2 separate regions of the Triticum aestivum genome follow, and region 1 is linked to region 2. Evidence: chromatin contacts called from public Hi-C data. All regions are on one chromosome and are shown on one strand. Each heading gives the region's core, a stretch centred on a gene start, on an enhancer-like site or on the middle of the called end of the contact. The rest is flanking DNA. Distances are from core to core; before and after follow the strand shown. Region 1 has its middle 210 kb from the start of LOC123123987. Region 2 holds the start of LOC123123987 (F-box protein PP2-A13).

The links. A called contact is a pair of places that touch in the nucleus more often than the background predicts.
Region 1: a contact with region 2 is called in a Hi-C map of leaf, with 5 times the contacts expected there. The contact joins the enhancer-like site here to the promoter of LOC123123987 in region 2. A contact is called at or near these places in 3 of 5 Hi-C or Micro-C datasets (leaf and an unstated tissue).

What each region holds. Positions count from the first base shown.
Region 1 is chr1B:359,619,944-359,624,726 of IWGSC CS RefSeq v2.1, reverse strand. No RefSeq gene overlaps it. Among protein-coding and RNA genes, the nearest start is that of LOC123123987, 210 kb to the right of the region's middle. Within about 2 kb of position 1,781, at least 1 of the 8 cell types and tissues checked has an H3K27ac peak or open chromatin away from gene starts, as enhancers often do.
Region 2 is chr1B:359,409,198-359,414,184 of IWGSC CS RefSeq v2.1, reverse strand. LOC123123987 (F-box protein PP2-A13) reads left to right here and starts at 3,641. Exons shown (of 3, transcript XM_044544669.1): 1 at 3,641-4,330; 2 at 4,719-4,837. The coding sequence starts at 3,995.

The DNA.
Region 1 (4,783 bases), core at 532-3,031, 210 kb before region 2:
CCCGGCGGGCCAAACAAGCCGTACCTCTACCAGCTCTCAGTCTCAGCCTGTGATGCGGGCGAGGCTATCCGATCCCTCGTCGACCTCCTTATCATCATCGGCCTGTGTTGTGTCGGCGTCCCGTGCCGTGCCTATCTAGCTATCCTGTCGTTCGGTATGATGCGTGCAGCCGTGTCAACTTGCATGGCGCTGGTGGCGCCCGCCTAAGATGGATGGATCGACGTTCACCGCTCGGCTGTGTGACGGGACTGCCACGGGCGCTCACCGCGGCGGCACCGACTGCGCCGCTCACTTCCCTCGGCTATGTATAATTTGGCGAATCGCACCAGCTACGCACTACGTTAATTCTGGATGACCAATTGACCACCACGCTGCTAGCTAGCTAGCTGTGTGTTTACTAATGGTGTAGTTCATGTGCTCAGTGGCGATCGACGTGAGTATGGTTGCTCGAAAAGCAGGAGCGCATATCGATACTGTATATCCACACCACATGTTAGCACCACGCGGGAGTAGATTATACGTACACTACTACTCTGCCTCTGCGTTAGGTTAGGTTATAGTATAATCATGTGCCGAACACTAGTGCTATGTTGTCACTGATGAGTTCATTGGCACATGGAGCCACGCGCCCATGGGAAATCTTTTTTTTTCATGATAATACGTGTCTCATTCATATCATAAAGATTAAAGTACAAGTCACGTAAAGATCGACATGACAAAACTGAAAAGATAGTAAAACTTCTCTGAGCCTGAAACCAACGCCCATCACCTGCCTCCGGCACCACAACAGCAGTCACCAAAGAAAAGAATGATGAACCACCTCCTCACCCGAGCTCGAGCGGCTCCATCGCTGATATGCAACTTTGCGGATCTTTAAGGTGGCTCACCAAAAGTGAAGCCCTTACCGTTGAATGAATTAGACCGGGGCAACACCCCGGACACGCCATCCAACTCCAGATCTTTGCACCCCACCGCGACTAAGACGCCGCAGAAGAAAATCTTACCTGCCATCCACGAACCACGAACCCAGCATATGTTCCGTCTTGCAGATGTCGTCGATGCAGACCACAATCTGCATCCGCTCCTGGACTACCTCCCAAGCTCCGCGCCGACGCTGGAGCAAACGTCGTCGCAACGGCGGAGCCTGAGGACATAGGTCCACCATGAGGATGCCTCCGCCGTCACGTCATCCTTACTTGAACAGACTGGTTTTCAAATGTATCCCCAACCATAGGACCGATGGCCTTGTCAAGGAAGGATCCAAAAGAATCTTTATTCAGCGCTCTCATCATTCCGCCGAAGCAAAGACGATGAACAACCTAAAAAACCTAGACTATGAGGGAGTAAAAACAATCCACACACGTGAATCCGGCGACCTCCTCACCACCGACGACCTAGGTCGCCGGCAAAGGGGAGCCGTCGGAAGACGACGCTGGAAGATTGGTCTCTCCTCACGGTGGCTAGGTTTGAGCCGCCAGGAGAAAAACCATTGGCTCTGGGCGCTGTTGTGCGCCCACGCGAAATCCAGATGGACAAAACCACCAACATCAACTGTCTCCCGTCGTTTCCCGCAAAAAAAGAAAAAAAAAACTGTCTCCTGTCGTACGCCGTGCTGCGTTGGAGCTGAGTCAGCTGACAATGACGCGGTCAGCTCAAGGCAATGAGCCCTGCACGGATGGATCCCGAACTACGAGTGCTAGATAAGTATACATCCGGGTTGTGGCCGCCGAGATCGAACAGCCGCCTGTCGGCGATCCGGTCAGTTCCCACAGCTCAATCAACTTTCACTTGTCTGATCTGTTCAGCGGCCTAGTTTTACTTCTTCTTGGGTAAATTATTGTGTCCGGTATGGTCAACGCTTAAACATATCGAGCCATCAACATGGCATCATCAACCCTATGCTAAGCTAATCCCTACAAAAACCTTGCACGTCTCCAAAAGCTCTCGTCCACGCCCAGTGCTGACTGTAATTCTGTGATATTTTGGGATATTTGTGCATGCGAGGGACGCTGGCAGCAGCGAGCGAGGCTCATGCATGGGGCTTGTTTGTGACGCTGTCAAGCTGGCTAAGGTTGCAAAACCTAGCTGGCGATCTCGACGTCACGCTAATTTCATCGCGCGACCCCATCCGGTCTGGCCCCGTCCGTTTAGGAAAAAACGGACAAACCAGACGGTCCAGCGTGCGACGACCTGTACCCATCAGGTCCGTTTTGGGTCCGGGCTGACCCATTTCGAACGCAAACATGCGCGTGGTTTAGGTCGAGGCGGACAGCAAACGGACGTCTCGCTCGTCCGCGTCGGGGCCACATGGCACGCGGCCACCTACCTCCCCACCATTCGACATTAATGCGCACACGCGGTCGGCCCCACATGTCATCCGCCCAGCGAACGGTCGTCGTCCTTCTTAAATGGAAAACCGTGGATTGGTTGCCGTCCACACTCCCCACTCGAGCTCGTGCTACCTCCTCGAAACCCGACATGGCCAAACCCTAGCCTAGCTCTCCCTCTTCCCGTCCTTGATGTCGCCGGTCGGCCGCCTCGTAGCCATGGGGTTCTGGAACACCGGCCGCAAGGGGAAGCACGAACGCGAGGCTCGCTCGTCCTTGGGCCGTCGCGGCCGCGACATCAAAGAGGAGCCTGCATCACCACCGCGTCGGGCCCCCACGCCGCCCGCATTCTCCATCGCACCCACGGCCGCCGGCGAGCGCGACCGGCACTACATCGGCGTGGATGTATGCCGGCGTTATTGGGAGACGAGGACGCCGCTCCCCTGGAGCAACGCACACATCCCCAACAACTGGCATCTCTCTGCCGACCGGGTGCCGATCCCGCCGGTCCCGACAAACGGTCGTGCCCAACGCCAGGAGATCGAGCGTCGCGCTGCTGTCGGTGTCAAAACCGGCAGATCTCGAGTAGGGGGTCCCGAACTGTGCGTCTAAGGATCGAAGGTAACATGAGGCAGGGGACACGATGTTTATCAAGGTTTGGGCCCTCTTAATGGAGGTAATACCCAACTTCCTGCTTGATTGACTTTGATGTGTATAAGGGTTACAAGAGTTGATCCACCTCGAGATCGTAATGGCTAAATGATGTCTACTACACAACCTTCTTCTTGTAGGCGTTGTTGAGCCTCCAAGTGCAGAGGTTTGTAGGACAGTAGCAAATTTTCCTCAAGTGGATGACCTAAGGTTTATCAATCCGTGGGAGGCATAGGATGAAGATGGTCCCTCTCAAACAACCCTGCAACCAAATAACAAAGAGTCTCTTGTATCCCCAACACACCCAATACAATGGTAAATTATATAGGTGCACTAGTTCGGCGAAGAGATGGTGATACAAGTGCAATATGGATGGTAGATATAGGTTTTTGTAATCTGAAAATATAAAAAGAGCAAGGTAAGAAGTGGTAAAAGTGAGCGTAAATGGTATTGCAATGCTAGGAAACAAGGCCTAGGGTTCATACTTTCACTAGTGCAAGTTCTCTCAACAATAATAATATAACTGAATCATATAACTATCCCTCAACATGCAACAAAGAGTCACTCTAAAGTCACTAATAGCGGAGAACAAACGAAGAGATTATTGTAGGGTACGAAACCACCTAAAAGTTATCCTTTCTGATCGATCTATTCAAGAGTCAATAGTAAAATAGCACGAAACTATTCTTTCCGTTTGATCTATCCTAGAGTTCGTATTAGAATAACACCTTAAGACATAAATCAACCAAAACTCTAATGTCACCTAAATACTCCATTGTCACCTCAAGTATCCGTGGGCATGATTATACGATATGCATCACATAATCTCAGATTCATCTATTCAACCAACACAAAGAACTTCAAAGAGTGCCCCAAAGTTTCTGTCGGATATCGGGTTTCGGCAAAACCCTTGAGGTTCGAACACTGGGGTGCGCACAAAGATTTCCCCCTACCGAATCTTGCTCTCAGCCTCGTCGCGATCCCTAAGCTTAGTAGATGAACTCACAGCACAAGAGACACAAGATTTATACAGGTTCGGACCACCATTGTGGTGTAATATCCTACTCCTGTGTGGTGGTGGTGTATTGCCTCTTGGGCTGATGATGAACAGTACAAAGGAAGAACAGCCTCGCGAGGAGAGGTGTTCTTGTGCTTGGTGGGTTGCTCGGGGAGGAATTGATCCGTCCCTGCTACTGTGGTGGCTAGTCCTATTTATAGAGGCCCTGGTCCTCTCCCCCAAGTATTGAGCGGGAAGGGATCCAACAACGACAGTTTTGAAAGGGGACCGCTAGTACATGCTATCCTGACTAAAGGTGGTCTTCGCCTGTCAAAGGCGCGGGTGGTGACGCCGTCTTGTGCTCCACGATGACCTCCGTCCTGCCGTCCTGCTGGTCTTGGTCTTGTTGCACCGATATGGTAACCATTGCGTGATGTCTCGGTACTCCGCACCTGCGCTTGCCCCCTTAGCACAAAGGGGAAACAAGGTCACTGAGCGGACTGACGCCCTCCTGGCACCCGCCTGGCCTTGGTCGTCATGGCTTGCGTCACGGGAACCTCGCGAGGTACCCTTTGCCTTGATCTCTCCACCTCCTCGCGAGCCTGCCTGGTGAGGCCGCTCCTGAGGAGGCCTTGTGTCGTCCGCCCCGCGAGGCTTGGCCCCTCGTGAGGGTCTTGAGTGTTTGTTGATGAAGACAGGCCGTACTGGGCCACTGGTGGAGCCACGCCGCAGGCCGCAGGCAGACAAGTCTGGGGACCCCCGTTCCCAGAACGTCGACAGTAGCCCCCAGGCCCAAGGCGCGCTCGGA
Region 2 (4,987 bases), core at 2,392-4,891:
TCCTGATTGGGCCAGTATTTTTATCCTGCCCATCAAATAGAGGACTTCCCTGTCGTCTTCCTCCTGGGGGCTCCGAGGGCGCCAACTTTGGCGTTTCTTTAGCGGGGCATTGGTGAATTCAGGAAGGCCTGGCCAGACTGGGTCCAGAAGGGGAACATCATCTACATAAAACCACTCCGAAGGCCAGCCTTCGGATGCCTTCTTTGGAGTGCCGAAGAGGTATCCGGCCTGGGCAACGCGCCATATTTTGACTCCGCCCACTTGATATATAGATCCCTCCTGATTGCGAGGGATGAGGCAGAATAGCCTCTTCCATAACTCGAAATGAGCTTCGCAGCCCAGAAATAGCTCACAGAGGGCAACGTAACCTGCGATGTGCAGTATGGAGGCAGGGGTGAAGTTATGCAGGTGGAGGCCGTAGAACTCCAGGAGCCCGCAGAGGAATGGGTGGATTGGAAACCCAAGTCCTCTCAGCAAATATGGGACAAGCCATATCCGCTCCCCCCTAGATGGGTTAGGAAAGTTTTCCGCTTGCTCCCCGCCGTTATAGGTGGCTAGTCCGGCTCGGACGAGGACCATATATGCAGGTGGAAGAAACCCTTGGGTCTGCAACTCTACTAAATGGCTATGGGGGACAGAACACTTTTTCCAATCACCCGGCGCAGAGCTACAGGAGCAAGAAGAGGAGCTGCGGCGACCGGCCATGATGGAATGGTTTTCCGGACGCGCTCTGTTGGATGCTTGCTTGGGGGAAGATGGTGAGATTTGGATCTGAGGATCCCCATCTCTTCAAATAGACGGTTCACTTACAGGGTTATGGTGGCAAATGTAAAAATGCCCCGGCTCCTCGTATTCACTCGACACATGGAGATAGCCGTTATTGAAGCACAAAAGCCGAGGAGTACGACATTAATGGGAAGCCGGACACTGTTCGCTATGACAGGTACTCTGGTTTTGGAGAAGAACCCACCTTGCAATGCCAAAGACAATCTGCGCGCCGGACTCATCGTCATTGAAGCATGGTTCAGGGTCTACTGAGGGAGTCCTGGATTAGGGGGTATCCGAACAACTGGACTATATACTTTGGCCGGACTATTGGACTATGAAGACACAAGATCGAAGACTTAGTCCCGTGTCCGGATGGGACTCTCCATTGTGTGGAAGGGAAGCTTGGCGATTCGCATATTAGATCTCCTTCTTTGTAACCGACTCTGTGTAACCCTAACCTCCTTCGGTGTCTATATAAACCGGAGGGTTTAGTCCGTAGGACAAGAACAATCAGAATCATAGGCTAGCTCCTAGGGTTTAGCCTCTACGATCTCGTGGTAGATCAACTCTTGTAATACTCATATCATCAAGATCAATCAAGCAGGAAGTAGGGTATTACCTCCATCGAGAGGGCACGAACCTGGGTAAAACATCGTGTCCCCTGGCTCCTGTTACCATTAGCCTTAGACGCACAGTTCGGGACCCCCTACCCGAGATCCGCCAGTTTTGACACCGACAGCGGCATCCGGCGGAGGGAGAGGTCAACACGGGCGTCGACTGGTACGGGGTCAACGGCTACCGGAGGAGGACGCCACGGGCACTCGCGCGGAAGTGCGACAAACCTCGAATCGGCAGTGCCTCGACGTCGAGGGGGGCCTCCTGGAGCCAGGCCGAGTCGTCGGCAACGAAAGTGAGCGCGCCGAGTCGGAACTCGCGGCCCATGATCAAACTGCCGCCGGAAACCATGTTGATGAAGACTGAAGAAAATGCAACCTCGCCAGAAGTCGTTAAGACGCTTTGCCCCACGGTGGGCGCCAACTGTCGTGGTACTAAGACTGACAGTAAGAGTAGGGGTTACATATGAGGAGGCAAGGCCCTAGCTACGGTGAGGTTGTACGCAAGTGTTTACGAGTTCAGGCCCCTCTCGGAGGAGGTAAAAGCCCTACGTCTCGGTGCCCGGGGGCGGTCGACTGAATTATAGTATGCGTGTGTGTTACAGGGGGTGCGAACCCTTGTGCCGGAGGAAGGGGGTGGCTTATATAGAGTGCCCCAGGACCCAGCCATCCCCCGTTACAGAGAGTTTAATGTACATAAAGAGAGGGCATTACTAATAATGCCAGCTATAAAGTGCTATTAATGCTTTTGAAGACTACGGAGTGAATGCTTGACCGTTGCTGTTCTGTGCGACTCCTGGTCTTCAGTAGGTCGAGTGGTTTCTTGTATGGTCGAGTGATATCGGGAAGGAGGGGTACCCGAGTGATATGACTGGTCGAGTGGATTGCACTCGACGTCTTCAATTGGTATTCTCTACTATCTCTGGGGTGCCCTTACTTCTAGGATAGTGACCTTAGGTAGGGTGTATAGGTCAGGCTTGTGAGCCTACCCTAGGTCTATATCCTCCTCATCGATCGATCATGATAACCCGAAAGACGAGACGAAGCGTCGGACCCGTGCTTATCCCGCGATCAAGGTGTTTAGGTGCTCATCGGCGACCGGGGCATGGTGGTGGAAATACGAAATTTCGGACCAAATAGTAGTGTGTGCATTAACACCCCCCACTTCCGCCTCACAAATATAAGATATTCTAATTTTTTTGAATCAGTCATGTATAGTCACGTTTTAGTGTGTTTGTTCGTTCATTTCAGTCTGTATTTAGTTTATATTAAAATATCCAAAACATCTCATATTTGTGAACGGAGAAAGTAGTTATGATCCACTGACACACAGATCATGCTGACTTATAGCGATAATGAGTTTGCCTTCCTCTGTTTTAGCCTCCTATTTTTTGGGGCAATTCTTCGTTCTACACAGTTTTGACGATCAAATTCTTACCGGTCGTGCTGGAGTGTCAATACATTTCGTGAAAGTACCAATAGAAAGCACACTGGGAACAATTTGTCATGATTTCTAACGTTCCTTTCATGCGTAAGTGGATAACCAATTAGCCATGCTCTCTACTGTCAAACGCCCTACAACGCGTCAACCCCGTGACCCACTAATTTAATCTAATTTCATGCGTATATATACGTACCTACTGTACTAATACTAAATTAGAAAACCGGAAAGGAAATTATTCATCGCAAAAAAAAAAACCAGAAAGGAAATCCGTGTGCGACATGCCGGGCATCGACACTCCCATCTAGTCCCAGTTTAGCTCCGTGCCGTGGCAACGCGGTCTCGCGATTCGCGTGCGTGCGTGCATGCGGTAATTGAGCCGGATTTGGATAAGTATAGATAATCCCGCCAACCTGTCCGTGCGAGCCATGCCATGGAAGTCTCCAGGCGCGACGGGGCTGCTTCGTTCCCTCCAGCTGTACGCCACTCCTGCACCCACCGCACGGGCCCGTACCCATGGACCGCCCTGGTAGCCCACAGCCATCATCAGCCCCGTGCAGCGGACCGCGTCCACGGACGTCCCGTGTTAATGGCGGCAATTAATCCACATCATATCCAACCTGTTTAAACATTAAATCCCGAGTGGGGCGCGATATGGTCCCGACATTTACGAACGTGCCCTTCGAGATATTATCGCTGGCGCGCAGCGTCACCAACAGGTCCATCGAGAGGTAAAAAGCGTAATTACCGAGCACTTTCAGGGGGTAGAAACTAGAAGGAAACTAGAAAGGCAGCGTGAACTGCCCATGAAACCCTATCCACGGCCCATTAACCGCCCCCCTTCCTTCCCCCGGCTCGCCGTCTATTTATTCCCTTCGGCGACGCTTCCTCCGTCCTTCCGGTTCGTTTATTTATTTTCCCCCCTTTCCTTCTCCAACGACGCATTGCTTTTTCCTCAAGCGGGCGAACAAATTCCCAGAGGATTCCATTCGTGCGCGGGCGGGCGTGATCGCGAGCTTCCATTACGGGCGCGGAATCGGGTGCTGGTCGATCGAGGAGCTCCTTCGATTCGGGGATCGGCTTCTGCGCGGGATTCGGTTCCCATCTGCTGCTACAAAGGGTGTGCGGGGCGGGCCTCTGAGGTCGTTGCGACTGGAGGAGGCAAGGAGCCATGGGGGCGGGGGTCTCGAGCTTTTTCTTCGGCGCGGCGGCGGAGGCTGCGCCGGGTGCTGCGGGCCTGGGCGACCTGCCGGAGCTCTGCGCCGCGCAGGTGCTGCTCCGCCTCGACGCGCCGGAGATCTGCCGACTCGCGCGCCTCAACCACGCGTTCCGCGGCGCCGCGGGGGCTGACTTCGTGTGGGAGGCCAAGCTGCCGGAGAACTACCGCCACCTGATCGGGTACGTCGAGGGCGGGGGCGAGGAGGGCAGGCGCCGGCGGAGGCGGGCCGGGACCAAGGAGATCTACGCCAGGCTCTCCAGGCCCGTCTCTTTCGAAGACGGCACCAAGGTCAGATATTCTTCCAGAGGAAATATAGGTCCCTTTCCGTGTGCTTGTCTATGATTTTTTTTTCGTGTGCACCTCAGGGGATTGTCTATAACCAAATAGTGTCGTGCTTGAATCATTGTTCTTTTCCGGGTCTGATGTCTGAATCGTTACAAAGTTAATTAGTGTTAAGGGGGAGAACTCATGTATGTTTTTCTTACCGTAGCAAATAGTATGCACGTTTTGTTTTCTGAAAATACGTCACAAATTGGGGCCTGAATGCCTCATTTATTTTTTCTCTGAAATTTATAACAATTTCAGCACCGAAAACGCCCTTGGTTCCTTTTTATCTACGGCCTAGAACTATTTTTAGTGCTAAATGGCTTATATTTTGTGTGCTTTGTAATTGCAGGAATTTTGGCTAGAGAAGAGCAAAGGTAGGGTTTGTATGGCGCTATCCTCCAAAGCTCTGGTCATAACTGGCATCGATGACAGGAGATATTGGACACACATGCCGACCACAGAATCGAGGTAAAAATCCGATCTCGCACTTACCACAGTATATTCTTTTCAGTTTGTGTTAGAAAGATGTGATGTTTTGAGTTGCAACTTGCAATTAAATGCCGCAACAACATACTTAATGGTGAGATTGAGCTGTTCGTTGTTTGTGGTAGAAGATGG